Regions from separate parts of the Gossypium hirsutum genome. Here region 1 is linked to region 2. Evidence: chromatin contacts called from public Hi-C data. All regions are on one chromosome and are shown on one strand. The core of a region is the stretch at or near the end of the contact, and the rest is flanking DNA. Distances in the headings are between cores, read along the strand shown. Region 1 holds the start of LOC107918812 (photosynthetic NDH subunit of lumenal location 2, chloroplastic). Region 2 overlaps LOC107920179 (RNA-binding KH domain-containing protein RCF3).

Region 1 (7,258 bases), core at 4,537-7,036, 47 kb after region 2:
AACCAACAGATTCCTCGATCTTCACCCATTATAGGCTCATACGGACCAAGTTCGGTTCAGGGGAATACATATCCCTATGGCTCCACGGAGATGAAAATCTCACGAAGACATAGGTACGGATGTATCCCGAAAGCGGTCCACTATTCTGCACGGAGGTGAAAACCTCACGAAGGACTAGTTTCTCACTCCCACTTAAAAGAGTAAGACTAAACAGTCTTTATGCAATATGATTCCAAGATATAAAACTCAATTTACAGTAATCATACCACACACAAATGCAATGAGAGGATCGTAATTTTTTCAAATCAAATTTTCAATTTTCAATAATAAGACAAAAAATAATCAATTTTATGGCTTGACTCTCCTGATATCCCCAGTGGGGTCGCCAAGCTGTCGAAACCATTTTTTAAAACAAAAATGTTATTGTCGACTTAAAAACAAAACGAAAATTGGAGTCGCCACTGATCCTTTATTGAGGTGTGACTGGTTCACCTTAAAGACAATTTTAGTCTGCGAAACTTTGAGAAAACAGGTTCGGGAGTCGGTTACGCACGAGGAAGGGTTAGCACCCTCATAACGCCCAAAATTGGTACCGAATTGATTAATTAAGGTCTTAATTCCGAATATCAAAAATTTGTAAAGAATTTTAAAAATATGATCCTCCTTTTTTAATGATAATTTTATAATAGATGCTTGAATAAATCGAGGCGAATGCTAAAGACCTTCTCGTCTCAGAGTAATAAAATGTCATACCCAATACATTAGGACACGACATTTTTAGTCCTCGAGAATAAGCTTGTCTTTTGATTTTCAAAACTCTTGCGGCGAAGTTCGAAAAGGATATTCCATTACTTTAAGTTAGATGAAAAATCGAAAGCCAATACTTTAGGGCATAATTTCTCAAATTTCTGAGCATCGAATATAGCCCTTATTATTTTTTAAAAATCTTCATTTCGAGAAAACATGTCATATCCAATACATTAGGACACGACGTATCGAATTCCCGAGAATGAGCTTTTTATTTATGTGTTTTGATTAAAGAAAATTTTTGATTATTTAGATTCAACGAGGAAAGTTGGAACCCAATACGTTAGGGCTCAATTCTCTCGAGGATTCCAAATTTCAAGTAGTACGTTATTTTGAAAGCTTTTGGATGAAATGATTTTGATACTTAAACGATATTAGACGTAATCTTTTGAACGAATAAAGTGTGATGGAGTGATAACGAACAATGCGAAAGGATAATTCGAGATTAAAACGTACACTAATGGATAATGAATAATCAATAAATAAATTTAAACAAGCATAACAATAATTATCTCAACCATATATCATACAAATACCAACATTGACAAGTAATAGGAAGCTAATTGAAACCAAGCAATTTTACATAAACATAAATAAAACATACAAATTTAAAAATAATTTAAGAAATAAATAGCATGAAAGAATGAGAAAGATCATTAATAAACCCTATGCGAAAATAAATTTAAAGCAAATAATATATATATATATGAGAGTTTCAAAAGGAAATTCAAAAATAGAGTTAAAAACATATGAAATATAACATACAAAATAATATATACTTAACCTAAATAAGTATTACATACTAAATAAAAATAATATAAAACCAGCAACATCATGTATGTGAGGTAAAAATAATTTTAATGAAATTTATATATGTATAAAATATATATGTATATAGTTTAAAATTAAATAATATATATTACATATGTACATATATAATAAAAACAGTCTAAAAATAATAGTAAATAATAAAGTAACACATATATATTGGTAAATATAATCAAATATAATAATAAAAATAATAAATAGTAAAATAATAATAATAATAATAATAGCAAATAATAATAAAAATAATTAAGTGATTAGAAAACGCAAGAGGGACTAATCTGCAGTCAAAATAGAAATAACGGGCCACAAATGTAGTTAAAAAATGGAGAGTCTAAACTGCAATTCGCGAATTACAAGGGGGGCCAGATTGGAAATTATTCCATTCCCCAAAACGCAGTGCAGTGACACGGACTGAAATGAGACAATATCAAAATGCAGGACAAAAAATAAAAAAAAATAAAAAGTACCGATTTAAAAACCATGCAAGAGTAGAAGGCCCTTTTGCGCAATATACCCAAGAGTTGGAAAACGCGCGGATCCTCCCCGGGTCGGGTCACCGCGCCGGTCGGAGGCTTCTGAATGGTGTCGTTTTTAAAGTTACTGAAGCATGCTTAAAACGGGGCCGTTTCCTTCACATATATAAACTAAAATAAAACCTAAACAGATCAGCCTCCTATCATTTTTTTCTAAAAATAAACTGAAGAACCCTAAAGGTTCTCTGCGCCGTTCCATGCCCAGGCTAACCAGAGGCCATTTGTCTTCCAACCCGACTCCGATTACAACGGAGTAGAAGGAAAGTCGGCCACCAGGTAAGCTTTGACCCTCTAACTCCTCTTTCTTTTCTTTTTTTTTTAATACACAAATAATAATAAAGAAAAAAGCAGAAAAAGAAAAAAATGCAGAGAGAAAAAGAAGGAAAGAACACCTTCGAAACTCAGTCTATTGCTTTTTTTATTCCTTTTGTGTATTGATATTGCGCGTAACCGTTTACAATGCATATTTGGCTTTTATATAGCCAGAAAAATAAAAAATACAAAAGAAATCCATATATTTTTGTTGTATCATCTCGCTTTTTGTTATTGGCTTTTTCTTTGCTGTTATTTGTGTGTAGGTACGGCTGTACGGAGCAGTGGGCGTGGAGGTGTGGCACGTGGCAGTGGCGCACGTGCGAGGGAAGGCCCTGGTGGCTGCGGCGCTGAAGGCTCGTTGTGGCTGCTTGGGTTTCTGCGTTTGGGGAATGTTTTGGACTAGGTTGGGCTGGATTAGGCTTTGGGCTAGGCTAGTGTTTGGGTTGTTTAGGTATTGGGCTTGCTGATGTAATTTGGGTTTATTATTTTTTTCGGTTTGTAACTATGGCCTGATGGACTTTTAATAATTTTTGTTTTTATTTATAAAATTAGGCCGGGAAAATTGGGTATTACAATTACAAACGAAAAGTGATATAACCAAAAGTTATATCACTTGATTATTAACCAAGAGTTATCACATTTCATAGTGATGAATTATATCTCTTAAAATTATATAACTTTATTATTAACAATGAATTATGATTATTCAAGTATACATATGTTAATAATAATGTTTATTGCTAAAAGATGTGATTATCCATTTAGATAGTTGTGTTCCTATGAAAAGACAAGAGGACTCCTATAAATAGGAGACAAATTTCATTTGTCTGACACACTAGAAAAATACATCAAAGTTTCTTTCTATTGTTCCACCATCTTTTATATTTTTAGATTGTTCTATAAATAATTATTGTAGAAATTCTTTATAGAAATTCGTATCCTTGTTATGTTTCGTTCAGTACTCAGTGGACTATTTCCGTCAGTGCAAAACGTGGATAGTCATTGATTAAAAGTTTCATTAATTTCTCATAAGTTTATTTTTATTCTCGTAAACCAAGAACGCATGGGACTTGTAATTCCATTTAACAGAACTGAATTAGAGAACTATTATGCTTCTGGTTAGTATGCTACTGTCCTAATAATTTTGATTTTGTCTTTCATATACTGATATATCCGAGATTTAGGCAAGTAGGAGCAGGATCAGAATGGGATTTAAGCGGTCAATGATTCAACATCCTAGCTAATTTAAAGCGAGGATCATGCAACGTGTGACATTTGACATGTTACAGAAGCAAACTCCGATTATGTCAAGATTGATCTATTTCCAACTTTGATTGAGTTTTTACTGGTGTAGTCCAAGAGAAAATCCAGATACGCTTTGGCGTCTAACTTCGTAGAAATGAACATATTTTTCACCTTGCTTTATCTAGCAATTAGTTTCAGTCTACATTATCGAGAACTTCAGCAATATAATGAAGATAGGGCTGCTTGATTCTATTGAAGCATCCGCCGAGCAGTCCATCCACTTTAATGCCAAACACTGAGCAGAAAATGGTCACCTGAGTTATTAACACCGTGATATGCCCTTACGCCAGTTCAGTTGCCTGTTCCTATCTTGTTCTTTCTCCTCACTTATCTTTCTAGTTTCTACCAAATTTTCATTTATCAAGAGAGCAGCTAAAAACAGTTGAATCATCTTGGTTATGTTTGGCACACTGAAGATGATACTGAGCTTCAACACTGGGGCATTGTATTTGTTTCTTTTCAACCGGAACTTATGCTATTATGTTCATGTAATCTATTATACAGGCAATGCTGGCTTTGGTCTCTGCTGGACCTTCTACTGCAGCAACAATTGAATGCTTAGCACGCAAGGAAAACGGGAACGCGAACTGATAATAATTTCATCAGCCATTGCTATATCTCAAACAGCGGTGAAAGATTGAGTCTTGCATCTCCAAGTTATTGCTGGTTTTGAGACTGAATTTGTCTTCCTCTTCTAGAAGCTGGTTTGAGACTTTTACTGTCCTGGAATTATAAATTTCTTACCATTTGTGTTTCTTTAAACCGTCTATGGAAAGAAAATGGTCTAGTTTTCAAACTAGTTTGTAAAAATCTATAAAATTCGGGTCATAAGAAATGACACAGCAATTCAACCTCATTTTAGTTATAGTAACTGAAACTAGTCTCTTGGTAGCTTCAGCCTTTCTCAGATAAGTGTATGAAAAATTGCTGCAAAAGAATATAACACATGTCCTAAAAGTTGATGATATCTTAGTATTGATTGAAACTCAACATTTCCTGGTCTTACTACATCTGCATCACAATTATGGTCTCAATGAAGCAAATTGTAAATATCTCCAGCAGGCACTGCTACCATTGTTCTACCCCAATAATGCAACTAGATCATCTATGGATTTCAATGTCTTCTCGTAGTACAAGTACGATTCGTATACTTTCGGTGTGCGTACGTAATAATCGAACTACAAAAATTAAGATGAACAAAAAAAAGAAAAAACATAAGAAATTGACCTCACAAATGATTCATAGGCTGGTTTCACCAATTCATAATCTATGTACGTACCTCAGCCATGTTATCCACCAATTCATTTGCTGTTTTCACGTATTTATCTTTTCGACCTTGAGGCAATGTACTCATGGCATTCTTCAAGTCCTGAGAAAGATAAGCCTGCTTTAGTCGAATGTAAAACATGACATACCTCCATGACATGGAGTCCAACATGTCTCTCATGCTATGTAACCCCTCGGCAGTTTGTTTAATTCTGGCGGCGGCATCTTCCGGAGACAAACCGGGCTCGAAAAACCGTTCCCTGAGAAATGAATGTGTGCCCCAATTCTCTGCTACTGCTACTGGTGTGCCACTAAGCCCTAGTGCTGCTAGTGAAGTAGCAAGAAACGTTGTTACAAGTTTTCGCCGGTTGCTGATTATTACATTGTTTTGTTGGGGTTGAAACGATGCTCGGATTATGGGGAGGGAGAGTCTGCTGCAATGGTGACTTTGGGGTGTAGGGAATTTCTGGTTGACATGGATGAAGAATGTTGAATTAGTGAAGGAGGTCATGATTTTTGGATAAAAAGTGTGTGGAAAAGTTGAAGATCATTTAATGGAGCAAAATGTGAGGGTGGATTTTGGGGCAGGTTTTGATTGCTGACCGTATCGCCCCCTCATCCAACATGGACCGTAGCTTTTCGGAACTCCTTATCTTACATGAAGTTGACCCCCAAAATATATTTGCTCTAATTTTGGATTCTAGTACTGCTAAAATTTGAAATTTCCTTTCTCATTGTTTTATTTTTTTAATGTTATTATTTGTTTCAAATCCATAATATTGTTAGTTGATATAATTCATGTGATGATATAGTTTTTTTTTATTTCTATTTGATCACATAAAACTACGTGAAAATCTAATAAATTATATTTAACAAAATAAAATTATATGTGAATTAAATGCTTAAGGTTTTCCTTTTTTCTCTTTTTGGAATCTATGTAATATTTTCAAGGGATAAATTTTAAAATGATACATAAACTTAGATTCAATATATAATTTAATATGCAAATTTTAATTTGGTGTAATTATACATATGAAATTTTAATTGTTAATTCAGTCATACATATTTAAAGAAATAAATACATCAATTTATTTTTATATTGGATAAATATAATTACATGTGTGTGCAATATAAAATGTAAAATGATGCTAGATTAGTAATTGTGTTAAAAATTTGTGAGAATTGGATTAAACCAAAATTTCTTGTATAAAATTGAACAAAATCAAAATTCATGTATAAAATTGCACATTAAACTAAAGTTCATGTATAGTTTAAAGATTGACCCCTCGCTTTAATGATAATAACTAATTGTATTAAAGTAGAGAGATTGAATACCAAATTTCAACATAATTGAAGGGATAAAACAATAATTAGACTTATATTTATCTCTCTATATATCTCAAAACCGTCTTAGCCGAATTTGAAAATTTATTAATTTATAATTTAGCTTAAATTACAAATTATGTTACCTAAATTATAGATACTTAATTCTTTTGTTAGAAGTAATATCTAAATTATATATTCGTTACCTAAATTTATCTCTAATAATGAAAAAAAAACAACCGATTAAAAGTTGCCCATGGCACAAAAGCTACTTAACTATTATCATGTATTTATTTATATCAAATAATTTCAAAAAATAAAAAATGTTAAAATTAAAAAAAATATTTAAAAATTAAAAAAATCAAATTAAAAATTTATTAGAATTGGCTGATCAATTCACAGTCAATGACGGTCAACATCTGATCAACAAGTGGTGCTTATGTGACTTTGATGCCATGTTACGTTATGTGATTGATCCACGTTATTATTGATTGATTAACAGTGGACAAGTAGAAGTACCAACATAGAAAAAAAATAGTTTAGATATTATTAAAAATATATATTGAAATGAGAAAATGATTATAATTAAAATACTAATTTATTATTTAATCTTTATAATTTTAAAAAAAAATATCTAATATATTTTGTATAATTATAAATTTAAAATATATTTTATACACTTAAAATTAAAATTGCATAAAATATTAATCTTAATGGAGATTAAAAACTCATTTAAATCCAGCCCAATTCGGACCGGGCTGGAACAAGTGGGCTTTCTGGTTTGGTCATTTTATAACAAACTTTAAAATGGTTTGAATGCAGGCCTCCACAATCAAAATTGTTTCGTCTTTTCCAATACTTCAAACTTACGTTGTATACGA
Region 2 (6,635 bases), core at 4,112-6,611:
GTTAATTTAAGAAGTTGTAAGATCGAGAAATTGAAACTAAGTTGGTTGTTATGGCTGGTCAAAGAAATGATTACGGTAAAAGATCTCATTTTCAGCCTGATTACGCTGGAAATGGAGGAGGAGGTGTTAAGAGAAGAAATGCTGGTGAGGAAAATGAACAACAGCATGGGATTGGGCCTGAAGATACCGTTTACCGTTATTTATGTCATGTGAAAAGGATTGGGAGTATTATAGGAAGAGGTGGTGAGATTGTGAAACAGTTGAGGTTAGATAGCAAGTCGAACATTAGGATTTGTGAAGCTCTGCCGGGTTGTGAGGAGAGGGTTGTTATGATTTATAGTTCCAGTGAGGAAACAAATCCATTTGGTGATGAGCTTGTTTCGCCTGCTCAGGATGCTTTGTTTAGGGTACACGATAGGGTTGTCGCGGAAGAGTTGCCTGCTGATGAGGATTTGGAGGAGCAGACACATGTGGTTACTGTGAGAATGCTTGTGGCATCTGACCAGATTGGTTGTGTTATTGGGAAAGGTGGACAAGTGATTCAAAGTATAAGGAGCGAAACACAAGCTCAGATTCGGGTTTTAAGCAATGAGCATTTACCCCCGTGTGCATTGACTTCAGATGAGCTTCTTCAGGTAAAGTTGTTTTCTCATGTGAAAAAGATATACCATGTGTTATGCCCTTCTTTAAATAAATAAGAGAAAAAATATTGGCCATTTACCTGAATATTATCTCCTGTAGAGTTAATTTCTTAATTTATTGCAAGACTTAACCATAGGTTATAGATGTATGGATATGACAAGTGTTTGAATGGAAGATTCCTTTAAAGGGAAATGAAAGGTCTAGAAGTTGGTTTTAGCTAACAGCTTTTATTCCTCACAGTGTTGCTAAGTTGAAAAGAAATGGTAGTAAGCAGTCTTCCTAGAAAAGGGAAGAGTCTTTATTTTCTACTTTTATGTTCTCCTGTTTTAAGTGATGGGATTTGGAAGATCTGTTGATTGATCTCCATGAGGCTTCTGACCAGACAGTTCTTACCTAAAAATGTGTCCTTATGTTGTAACTGTATATTATTAGCATTCTTGAAAATGTTGAGTTGCCTGCATATAAGGGGATTTTGAATCATCTTGCGGCCTTCTTGTTTATTCATTCAGTTTCTCTATGGGGATTTCAGATAATTGGAGAGCCCTCAGTTGTGAGGAAGGCTCTTTATCAGGTGGCATCTCGCCTTCATGATAACCCTTCAAGATCCCAGCACTTGCTTCTCTCCTCTCTATCTAATATGAATCCATCAGGTGGGATGTACATGAATGCCTCCCTTATTGGTTCTTATGGAAATTATTCTTCTAGAAGAGATGATGGTTCTGCAAGGGAGTTTTCTCTTCGTTTGGTATGCCCGGTTGGAAATATTGGGGGTGTGATTGGAAAAGGTGGTGGTATTATCAAACAGATTAGACAGGAGTCTGGGGCATCGATTAAAGTTGATAGCTCTGCAGCTGAAGGAGATGATTGCATTATATTCATATCAACAAAAGAGGTAAGAATACATTAATTCTTAAAGTTAAGCTTAGATACTCATTGTGGAATTTATATGTCATGCCTGATTATTTATATCTCTGCAGTTCATTGAAGACCCATCCCCTACCATCAATGCTGCTTTGCGCTTGCAATCACGATGCAGTGAAAAAACAGAAAGAGAATCAGGTGATTCTGTAATCACCACCCGTCTACTTGTTCCAAGTTCACAGGTTGGATGCCTTATCGGTAAAGGTGGGGCAATAATATCTGGGATGAGGAATGCTACTAGGGCTAGTATTCGCATACTTTCTAAGGAAAACCTTCCCAAAGTTGCATATGAAGATGAAGAAATGGTGCAGGTGAATAATATGCTTTTTGGTGTGCACACTCGATGTCATGGTCAGACTTTTGATAGAATTTTTATCTTCCAATGCTGTACAGATTACTGGAGGTCTTGATGTTGCTAGCAATGCCTTTTCGCAAGTACTGTTGCGGCTGAGAGCCAATATATTTGAAAGAGAAGGAGCAGCAGCAACGCTTTTGCCTGTTCTTCCCTACATTCCCATGTCATTAGACATTTCAGATGGTCCTAAATATGGTAACAAAGATGGTCAACCCCGTAATCGTGGATACTCTTCTTACTCAGGGGGATACAGCCCTAGTGATTTGACTGCAAGTGACAGTAAAGGAAATTATAGTGGTTCACTTGTAAGCTTGTCTTTTCATTCATTTCTTTGCAAAGATGCTTAAGCTTATTATTATTGGGATGCATCTGGTTGTTGCAGCCAGGTTTTTTCTAAAGTGCAAGATCTGCATTTGAGAACTATCCCTCTCGTTGCAAATTTATGATGTTCTGCGTGCTTAATTTCTATCTCACATGTTATTGTACTTCCTCTTATTGTCGTATATTATCTTTTTCCAGAGTGGAGGTGATATATATGGAAATCATGGTGGTCGCAACTCCAGCCGGGGGTAACGTTTACCTATCTAGTTAGAAAACTTCGATCACCTTTGATTGTTCTCTAATAGCAATTGTTACCACCTTGCCTGATTTTTTGCTGTCACCAGGTTGTCCAATCTAAATCAAGTTTCACATAGGAAGCATGGGTATTAGTCCTGGGTTCTAGACTGCACAAGTAAATATGTGTCTGATTTCATTTATTTATTTCGGGTATTGATATGCTAGTTTTTTTAATTCTTTTTACATGAAGATATGCAGAATGATATCTTAAACCCGGCCAGCCATCCCCTGCCAAGGATTCTACTGCACCTTTCCCACTTGTTGCCTTTTCTCCCCTATCTAAACAGTTGTCGTCACAAATCTTGAAGCCAGACCTTTGTCCCTTTTGATGAAGCCAACCTAGACCAGAAGACCAGACAAATCGGGTTTGAGGAACTTATGTTCCACTTTGGCTCGCCTTTATGCCTGTCTTGGGTGACCAAGAATAAGATCATTTGATGATGCAAATCACCATTCAATCATTTTTGGCCTGGATTCATGATTTGCAGGCTCTGTAACACATTTCTAATAATTTGCTTTCCATGTAAAACCCTTACACTTGTATCCTTGACTTTTGGCTATTTGGCTGATGAAGTGATTTTTTATGTTTTATAATGGAGTCAAGGTAGCATCTACTTGTTTAGGATTTTTTTATGTATGCATGTGGTTTGAGAGTTGCATCAGATAGGAAAGTTTAGATTGCCATAATCCCGAGAGCAATGTAATTGTAGCTTATGTTGGATGTAAATGCCATCATATTTGGTTTCTTGATTATATTTTACATGTAGCTCAAATGGCTGGTACTTTATTGGAGTTTGCTGGGATGTACTGGTCCCATTTCTTCTCTTGAAGAAGTGAGGCCATGTTTCTGTTGAACAAAGTGCTTCAAAAATTATCCCCTTAATCGCATGATCTAAAATTTGAACTTGCACAAAATGAGCTGGAAGTTATATAAGGGTTGTATGAGCTTGTAAATCACTTAAGGTAAGAAATATTTGGTTAGGCTATGTGTTCAGATTAGTTTTGGAGGCTGTCACAGCGAAAAAAGAGAAGGCTTTGGAGGCTGTTTTGTGAGGAGAAAGCTAAAGAGGAAGGCAAGGAAACCTGAAATGGAATCAATTGAAGAAGTAGGCTTATTATTGGTATTGCATCCTAATTCTCTTATTTCATCTTATGGGGTAAGCAACTTTAGTTCTTTGTGCTACTTTTGGCAGGTGGTTTATATAATTGGCTTCCTCTGGCATTGGGAGCTGGTAAGCTGTATGTGGTAACTGGTAAGTGACTTTTATAGTCAATTGCAATATGCTTGTATTTGTAATATAAACTAAACAGAGTTGGTCCACTAACCATAAAGTTGAAATGTGAAATCCTAATTTAAGAACTGAGGAGAAATTTGAATGATGTGTTCCATAATGGTAGCATGAACAGTTTTAGTTTATAACTTTCTACAACAATCAGATTGAATATTACAATATTAATACTTCCATACCTAATGGTTTGTCTGGTTTTTCAATATTACAATAACTGTTCCAGGGCATATATTTTTGCCTAATAGTCAGGAAAAAAGTTGACTCTGATACTGATTTCTATGCGTTGGTTAATTCTTCTTACTGCCATCTTTCAATTGCAAACTCTTCATGTGTGGTATATCTCTTCCATGCGCAAACCGGTTTCTGGATATTAAATTCATGTAGGCTTATGAACTTGTATGAATGTATGTATATGCATTCCATGTAGATGAGAATCCTTGTTTAGAGCTCTCACATATTATCAGGTTTATGCACCGATAACTGACAGGTTTCTCTATCCCAATTGCAGTGTGTGCTATCATGCAATTATATTTGTTGTTTGGGAGAAAGGGAGATTGAAATTGCTGTGACCAGCCTTATCTCTAATTTCTTAAAAGCCACTTTTTATAGTATGCAGCCTTGATCCTTTGAAGATGAAGCCGTGAGGAAAAAACGAAAGCATAGGCTGAACCGATCATTGTATAAACAAAGTCCCAACAAAAATATTTAATAAATTCAAGAAATACTATACTTAATCTCAGGTTAAATATGGGAGATAAACCCTGTTTTTATTTCATCATTTTATCTTAAAAAATGACTGCTTCTCTAACTTGGATCAAAGATTATATCTTAGAACTTGGATTCCGTCTATTTTTAAAATTTTAAGTAATTATGTGGCATAATTTTACAATGTCAAATTTTAAGTACACCTTATTAAACTTTTACATTTGTCAAGTTTAATGATCAAAATGGATATAGTTTTTAAGTTTAGGTATTAAATTGGACAAAAAAAAGTTGTATTAAAGTGGGTTAAAAAAAATACAAGTATCAAAATAGACTTAATTATCAAGGTTATGGATTAAAAGTTATATTAATTTTGTAATTTTAGTTTCGATTAGTGTTGATAATTTTGAGCTGAATTTAAAAATCTAAGTTGATCAATTTGAATTTCATTTAACCTGATTTATTTATAAAAAGTTATCCATTCAAACTTAGCTTAATTTGAATTAATTTGAATTTAAAATTTCTTCAACTTGATATAATTTAAATTTGAAGTGATCAAAATTCGAAATAAAACTAAGTAGACTTATGAATAGGTCTGGTTGCAATGCATCAAGAGGTCCTTCTAAGTTTTTCTATCAACCATTTTAGCAAATGCAAGTGGACGTAATAATGTACATTTGTACCTGAAAAAGAGGCAGGAAAAAAGTGATGGGTGGTGGGCGGTGATTTCAGAGATATGTTATCCAAAATTGTTACCCAAAGGCCATCCTCAGCCCATGTCACCCCCCATAATAACCAATTTCTAAGATCACGATGTTCCCAATTTCCTGTTACATACAGACCAGAGTCTACCTCTATCCTCTCCCTTCCTTCACTCTCATCCATATCTACAGATAATGACATGTCAAACACAATGTCAATTTGATAAGTATTTTAGGCTTCAAAAGACTTGTTTTTAAGGGTTTTTAGAGCGTAAATTTCTCTAAACTCAAACTTGGAAAGTGATAAGGTTTTGTTTCCAAAACAACATTAGGGAAACTAGTTGATAATGTGTCACTATGATTGCATATTTCAAGTTAAAAAAAACCCCAGATCTAAACTCAAAACTTGGAAAGTGATAAGGTTTTGTTTCCAAAACAACATTCGAGAAACTAGTTGATAATGTGTCCAATGATTGCATATTTCAAGTTAAAAAAAACCCCAGAAACAGCAGTGTTTGAACCCCAAAAAGATCAAAACATAGAGGCTGTGTATGGGGCAATGGTAACTTTGTAAGAGGCTACTATGAGCCTCTAGGGTGATTGAAAGTAACTTTTTAGGGCTTGTGTATGCTGACTTCTAGACACATGCAGTTGTCCATTCACTCCCTCATGTCCTTCACGTATATATATATGTTATCCTCCCATTCTTGGTTATATGCACCCACAGATTTTCAAACTTCCACTCTGCAAACTACATTGCTGCTAATACGTTGAGGAAAAAGTTTTTTATCCATTGCTGGATCGATACTGTCTTCATCTAAGATTTAGCATGTGGGAATGAGGTAAAGTAGTGCAGCCAAGGATGATTTGCCGGCTAGGCTTTCTCTTCCACTTATCTGAGTTGTTTTTTGATACTTGTTAATTACTCAAAACTATTTATGTTAATGGTTTGAACTGTTCATGGGAACGGGAAGTTAATTATTTAATACATAAATGAATCAAACCTTTGTTGGAGGAGATAATCGGCAAGTTGTCTTTGGCTACGTTTCTTTCTCTTTCTCACATATTAGATCTATGATGATGATAAAACTGGAAATGCTGATTGTGAAGCACTTTCACATAACAGTAATGGTGGAGGTTCAAGCCTTATGTGGCAGGGTCGGATCACATTATCAAGTAGGTTCCTATCCTTGTATATACATACATCATCTAATTATATAGTTTTATCCATTTCAGCATGTTGGATCACATTATCAAGTAGGTTCCTATCCTTCTATATACATACATCATCTAATTATATAGTTTTATCCATTTCAGCATGTTATTGCATGAGACAATTGCCTCTATGGAAACTTCATCATCATAATAAGGCTATTCAAGAGTTAAAGTAAATGAAAAGTTTAAAGA

What was found. Hi-C and Micro-C count contacts between places; a contact is called where the count stands out from the background.
Region 1: a Hi-C map of leaf shows a contact between it and region 2, with 2.6 times the contacts expected there. The contact joins the promoter of LOC107918812 here to the enhancer-like site in region 2. A contact is called at or near these places in 12 of 34 Hi-C or Micro-C datasets (callus, fibers, hypocotyl and 2 more).

The regions. Positions count from the first base shown.
Region 1 is chrD13:14,306,552-14,313,809 of Gossypium_hirsutum_v2.1, forward strand. It overlaps LOC107918812 (photosynthetic NDH subunit of lumenal location 2, chloroplastic), which reads right to left and starts at 5,787. Exons shown (of 2, transcript XM_016848399.2): 1 at 5,068-5,787; 2 at 4,736-4,966. The coding sequence starts at 5,565. The coding sequence ends at 4,868.
Region 2 is chrD13:14,259,975-14,266,609 of Gossypium_hirsutum_v2.1, forward strand. It overlaps LOC107920179 (RNA-binding KH domain-containing protein RCF3), which reads left to right. Exons shown (of 8, transcript XM_016849736.2): 2 at 2-635; 3 at 1,172-1,534; 4 at 1,620-1,874; 5 at 1,957-2,223; 6 at 2,438-2,487; 7 at 2,584-2,651; 8 at 2,727-3,125. The coding sequence starts at 51. The coding sequence ends at 2,629. Among protein-coding and RNA genes, the nearest start is that of LOC107920179, 3.7 kb to the left of the region's middle. Within about 2 kb of position 5,362, at least 1 of the 9 cell types and tissues checked has an H3K27ac peak or open chromatin away from gene starts, as enhancers often do. A contact at or near this core is called in leaf, where this site is marked.